2 separate regions of the Mus musculus genome follow, and region 1 is linked to region 2. A link is a contact called in public promoter capture Hi-C data. All regions are on one chromosome and are shown on one strand. The core of a region is the stretch at or near the end of the contact, and the rest is flanking DNA. Distances in the headings are between cores, read along the strand shown.

Region 1 (3,116 bases), core at 482-2,981, 140 kb before region 2:
ACAACCTAAAAGCTGACCTCACCCCGAGAGCAGACACCCTGAAATGAAAGAGTCATTAAGAGAAACCCCTAAAACTATTCCCCCCAATGTACCACAGTGGAGACAAAGAAGCTTGTGTGACCACCACCTCCAGGAAAGCCTGTCACCAGGCCCCTTGGGAAACTACTACAAAAGGCAGGAGTGCTGGCCATGCGCCACAGATGTGATCCTGAATGGTCACCTAGCTGGGGCTGGACTTCCTGCTGGTGAAAAGGCCAGGCCCCAGCAGAGCTGAGATGGGAGGGGCATGGGGCTCCAAGTGCAAGTCATTTCTAGGGTTCACCTCCACTGTGGGGCTGACCTGTTGTGCAATGCTGAAGTTTACTAGCACAAAAGCGGATGCTGGTTGGAAAAGCATTTGTAAGGGTCCCACTTCCCACGGGAACGAAGTGCTCTACACACCAGTGTCCTGAGCACGCTAATGACTCTTATCACTTAGGCTGCCCAGGAAAAAGTCAACAGACTCACATGCATCATGGTGACCAGGTGACAAGGGTTGAGCAGGTAGATGACGGTCTTGGTGGCGAACTTAAAGCCCACCTCCACCCCGAAGATCAGGCACAGGGCTACTAAGAGCAGATTCTTGCTCAGGCTCTCCTTGCCTTCCTCTGGCCGCTGGGTCACCTGCTGTGGCTGGCTGCTACGGCCACCCCTACCGTCCTCCTTCTGCCTCAGGATGTGCCGCAGGGCCACCAGGATCTCCAACAGGGCCAGGGTCAGGACCACCACACTTTCCAGCAGCCGCTGCTGCCAAGACAGGAAGGCAGCACAGTCGGGGCCCCCATTGCCTGCAAAACTGGGGTCGACGCCCCCATAGAGCCAGTCCAGGAGACTTTGGTAGCTATACCGGGACATGATGCAAAGTGGCTCCACTTGACTACGGTACAGGAAGCAAGAGCGAGATGGAACACGAGACCGAAGGGTTGCCCGGGCGGTGGAACATGTAAGGAGGGCACACCCGCACCCCCCTCTGGACACTGGGGCACCTAGAACAGGGGAGGGAAAGCTACACGCGAGGCCCGGGATAAAGTGCTGGCTCTAACTTGTCCCCACGGCTGTCTGGGGAGCCCCCCGCGCTTCTCCAGTGGCCACCAACGAGGCAGGGTTGAAAGGAGCCGTTGGCCAATCTAAAAGGAAGGAGAGGAAAAAAAGGTCTCAAAGAGGCAATTGCACGGGAATTAACGAAGCGGGGAGGGGTAACTAGTGAGGGAAGAAAAGGGGAACGGGAGTGGTGGCCAAGCAAGCACGGGTGAAGGCAAGTTGGAGGCCAAGAGGGTCAGGACTGGGACCTAGGGGGCCCGGCACTAGGCACTGCCGAGGGAGCCAAGCGGGAGGCAGAAGGGGGTGAGAGAGAGAGGGGACACGCGGAGGCTAGGAGAGAAGCTAGCAGGGCTGGGCAGGCGGGGAGGGCGACGGGGAGGGCAGGGACGCCGGACTCCTCGTCTCAGCCACTCCACGAGAGGGGGGGGGGGTCTTACTCCTGCAACCGCGTGGCCGTCTCTGCCCCCAGCTAGCAACTTCGCCGCCGACGGGGCCCCCTCTCCAGCCAATTTAGAGCAGTCCCGGTCCAGCCTCCCGCCCCTGGGTACACCCCCGAACCCCCAGCTCCACCCCCCCTGGCCCCTCACGCCCGCCCTCCGGGCCAGCGCCACCCTCAGCCCTCCGCCTGCTCCGGACCAGCCCCCCAGGCGCAGGCGGGCGGCGGGAGGAAGCCGAGAGGGAGGGCGGGGACGCGGGGCCAGCCAGGGGCCGGGCCATGGGGCCGCCACCCTCCGCCCCGCCGCCACCGCTCCATCTTCCCGCTCCTCCTCGTCCGGCCCCCCGAGGACTGGCCGCCGAGTCCCCCTGGGGCTCCACTCACCCGCTGCTCGGCTCCGCTGCCCGGGCTCCACCGAACTCTCCGTCTCCCCTCACTCCCCGCAGCCCCAGGCGGCACTCGGCTGGGCTCCCCAGGCGGCCGCAGCAGCAGCAGCAGCCGCCACCGCCGCCGCTCCGGCTCCTCCTCCTTGCCTTCCTCCCCCGGCAGCCGCCGCTCGCTTCCTCCGGTTTCCCCTCCCTCTCTCCACCCCCTCGTCGCCAACTCCCTCCACCTTCGGCCCTCCTCCCGTCCACTTCACCCCCTCCCTACACACACACACACACACACACACTCCTCCGATCCACTTCACTCCCTCCCTACACACACACATACACACACACACACACACACATACACACGTCTTCAAGCCACCACTGCCCCGCCTCGCAGCCTTCCCTCCACAGCCTACCCACTTCGTCCTCGCTTCCCACCTCCTGCCCTGCTTCCTCTCTGCTCCCCACCCCACCCCACCCCACCCCCGCCCCCACCCTGCTACCCTCGGAGGCCCCATCCCCGCCTCTTTCCTCCTCCTTCTCCAGCCTGGTCTTCTGCACTCCAAGCGTGCACTCGCGCACAGTTTTGCTCTTTCGCCACTGTGACTGAATTCACCTCCCCACCTAAGCCTGGCGGACTAACTCCTCCGTTGACCTGGTTCTCGGGCCACTACTTTGCATACCTGACCACATACTGGGCACTCAGCCGGTCCTCGCTAACTTCTAGGAGTAAGGCTGTGAAACTGATGGACAGGCTTTAGCTTGGGGAGTGTGCTGAGTATGGACTTCCTGCTTCCTCCCTTCGGCCTTGAAATGGGAGATTCAAAAAAAAAAAAAAAAAAAGACCATAAAAGTATTGCTCACCTTCTTGTCACAGCCTCACTTTCTTCTTGAGTGCCTAAATTTGAGGATTTCTCCTCGGACTCCTTCTAACCCAGCTCTGATGCTTTTCTCTCTCTCCCCCCTCCCCCCACCCTACACAAACCTTGCTGGCTCTCTCCCTCCTTCCCTCCTGCCGTCCTTCTTCCTCTCCGCCCCCTTCCGACCACAGCGAACCTTCAGTGATAGACTTGGTGGAGGAAAAGAAGATTCTCCTGACCTCTTTCCCTCCCCACCCCCGTCCCCCACCCGCAGAGAGAGACAGAGACAGAGACAGAGAGACACAGAGAGCGAGAGACAGAGAGAGCGCAGCTGCTTCCTAACCCCACCTTGGAAAGAACAGCCAG
Region 2 (3,030 bases), core at 96-2,595:
CGTGTCCAATGGGCCTCTCTTTCCAGTGATGGCCGACTAGGCCATCTTTTGATACATATGCAGCTAGAGTCAAGAGCTCAGGGGTACTGGTTAGTTCATAATGTTGTTCCACCTATAGGGTTGAAGATCCCTTTAGCTCCTTGGGTACTTTCTCTAGCTCCTCCATTGGGAGCCCTGTGATCCATCCATTAGCTGACTGTGAGCATCCACTTCTGTGTTTGCTAGGCCCCGTAGCTGCGCACTTCTTGCGAGGCCTGATTTTTCCAAAAGTGGGCAGTATTTGCTGCTCATACCTCCCTATTCTGGAACAAGAGAATTTGAGGGAACTTAACAAGAGAGGGCTGTGGGCTGGAAAACGGGAGTATGACCTGTCTAGAAGTATTGTATGCATATAATGACATTTATTTATTTATTTATTTATTTATTTATTTATTTTCGAGACAGGGTTTCTCTGTATAGCCCTGGCTGTCCTCGAGCTCACTGTGTAGACCAGGCTGGCCTCGAACTCAGAAATCCGCCTGCCTCTGCCTTCCAAGTGCTGGGGTTAAAGGTGTGCACCACCACTACCCAGCTTAATGACATTTATTAATATTAATTACTAATGTCAATCAATTTGGCAATTGATTGATATGGTAGATTTTGTATTGCTCCTAGCTCATCTTTTCTCCTAGTGCCAAGGACTATCTGGGGACTTTGTCCTTACTGAATACCCTTCCCCAGTGAGTATCATGAGAAGTCTCAGAGGCAGGAAAGCGGCTGGTGAGAACCTCCTGCTCCCTGCCTCAAAGGACCATGGGTAAAGAGTGAATGTTTTTGCAGTGAAGCTCATTTTGGTAGGCTCATCTTTTCCGTGATGTTGAAAACACTGGCTAATCTTTAAATGGTTTATCTCAGTATGAGTTCATCTTCCTTCCTCTTTCTGAAAGGGCCTCCTCAAGTTCCCTTAAGCCTAGCTGACTCGCTTCCTCTTAGAAGGCATCCATATATCCTTCAAAAGAGAGGACCAACTGGGAATAAGGAAACTACCCAGTCTTCACTGACTCCACTCATCAGAGATAAATGCAAAGCAACCTGTGCTCCTCTACCTAAGGTCAGACATCAACGCCATGAGGCTCTATGCCCATAACTGATGTGATTGACTCCTTAGGCGAGTCTGTCTGAAACTAGGTTCCCCCTTTAGCCTAAGAAAACCCAGACAATCCTGGGCACTCACTGATAACATAATTAGTGAGAAACAGATGTGGTATCCAAACAGCCTTTTGACTATAAAACCTGGTCCCTGTAGGATGGGCTTATGAGCAAAGGACAAAGAGAATCCTGAGTCATGGTCATTGATGTCACAATGGTGGAAATTCCAGACTCTTGACATTTCAGGCTGTGTGTGCTGAGGAGGTGGGGGATGGGGTGTAAAATATACATAATATATCAAACTGATTATTTTAGCCATCTGAAGTGTATAGTCATTGAAATTAAGTGTATCCACAGCATCATTTAACTGTCATCACTTTCTGTCCTTCAGATTTTGTTGTCTTTCCAAATAGAAACCAGGGACAACCAATTGATTTTAAATTCAGGTTGTGACACTTAGAAGCTCTGTAAGTTTGTATACATTCCTTAGTCATTCAGGGCCTCGACTTCATTTATAAGATGAAGATGATAATATGACTTGTCTGGTATGATTGTACATGCATAATAATATTTACTAGAATTAATTACTAATTTCAATCACTGGGCCAATCTATTAACATGTTAGTTTTTGTGTTGCTGTGACCAAAATACCTGGAAGAAACGACTTAAGGGAGGACATGTTTCTTTTAGCTCCTGGTTTTGAGGATTTCTGTGCTTAGACCTTGACTCCTTTGGTTGCAGACCCATGGTGAGGCAGAGTATTCTGGTGGCATGGTAGACAGGAAACACAGTGATGTTGCCAGTGACCTGTATCCTCCACCTAGGCTCCACTTCCTAAAGTCTCCACATAAAACTTCCTAAAATAGCACCACTTGGGGACCAAATACTCACCACATGAGCTAGGGGACAGCATTTCTCCTTCAACCCATAACACATGAAACGTATTCCACATGTACCTTAGCTCTTAGTCTGTGTAGACAGCTGTGCCAAGACTCAAGGGATCGTTAGACTTGACCTAGGAGCTTGCATTTGCAAGGCTATGAAAAGTCAGTAAGATGAGAATATCCAGTGCCCGCCATACACCATTTCCCCAGCAAACACTGGCCAGCTCATCTTTATCATTGCTGCTGTGGAACAGAATCGGAAATTCATGCCTCCTGAGCCTCTCCGGTAACACTAGGTTATTCTTTCTCCACCAACATAATGAACATTACAAATAATTATTAAAAAAAATTGCCCCTGCCTCTAAGTAGAAGAAAGAGGTGAACAACCCCATTGATGTATACATGACTAAGCATATCTGCCCACCTCCTAGAAAACATCAGCCTATTTACATGTCTACAAGGTACCCACTTTCATTTGTTTCTTATCGCAGGTCCAGGGCTGAACAGTGCCAGAAATAAGTAAGTCAACTTCCTATTTCTGAGAAAGGGGCAGGAAAATCTCTTTCAGCTACTTTCCAAAGCTACTCATTCCTCCTTGGCACTTTCTGCCACTGGCGGCATCCTTCCTGGTGATGATGGTTATGCCAAGAAGAAGAAAGAAGAAAAAGGATGCCATTCTACTTGGTCTGTCCTGCTACTGCTGGAGTCCTCCAACTTAACTTCTTTCCTTTTACAGTGCTAGCTTCTAGTTTCAGATGTTCAAGGGCAGAGAAGAGAAGAGGGGAGTAGGGCACAATGGGAGAGAGTGGGAGATGGCTATGGTCCCAATTTCTTGCTTATCTCTCAGTCCTCAGCAGGACTTCTCCTATAAAGCCACAGACAAATCTAGCTCCCAGCAACCTCTCACCAGTAATTCATAACCTTAATTCACAGGGCTCCCTATCTTTATGCGCCACCTTGCTCTGTTTGAATTAGAATTGTGGTTCAGTTCCAAGCACTTCTAACAAGTTGCCTCTGT

Evidence for each region. Promoter capture Hi-C pulls out the DNA fragments that hold promoters and counts their contacts.
Region 1: a contact with region 2 is called in a promoter capture Hi-C map of the HPC-7 cell line. The contact joins the promoter of Tmem164 here to the enhancer-like site in region 2. A contact is called at or near these places in 6 of 39 promoter capture datasets (the C10 cell line, the HPC-7 cell line, cranial neural crest and 3 more), 4 of 484 Hi-C or Micro-C datasets (embryonic fibroblasts, macrophages, pre-megakaryocyte-erythroid progenitors and 1 more), 2 of 115 datasets of contacts at active chromatin or transcription factors (the HPC-7 cell line and embryonic forebrain) and 1 of 9 other capture datasets (liver).

What each region holds. Positions count from the first base shown.
Region 1 is chrX:142,680,341-142,683,456 of GRCm38.p6, reverse strand. Tmem164 (transmembrane protein 164) reads right to left here and starts at 1,731. Exons shown (of 7, transcript NM_001199360.1): 1 at 1,518-1,731; 2 at 508-1,166. The coding sequence starts at 894.
Region 2 is chrX:142,535,631-142,538,660 of GRCm38.p6, reverse strand. No RefSeq gene overlaps it. Among named protein-coding and RNA genes, the nearest start is that of Gm25915, 52 kb to the right of the region's middle. Within about 2 kb of position 1,345, at least 39 of the 459 cell types and tissues checked have an H3K27ac peak or open chromatin away from gene starts, as enhancers often do. A contact at or near this core is called in the HPC-7 cell line and macrophages, where this site is marked.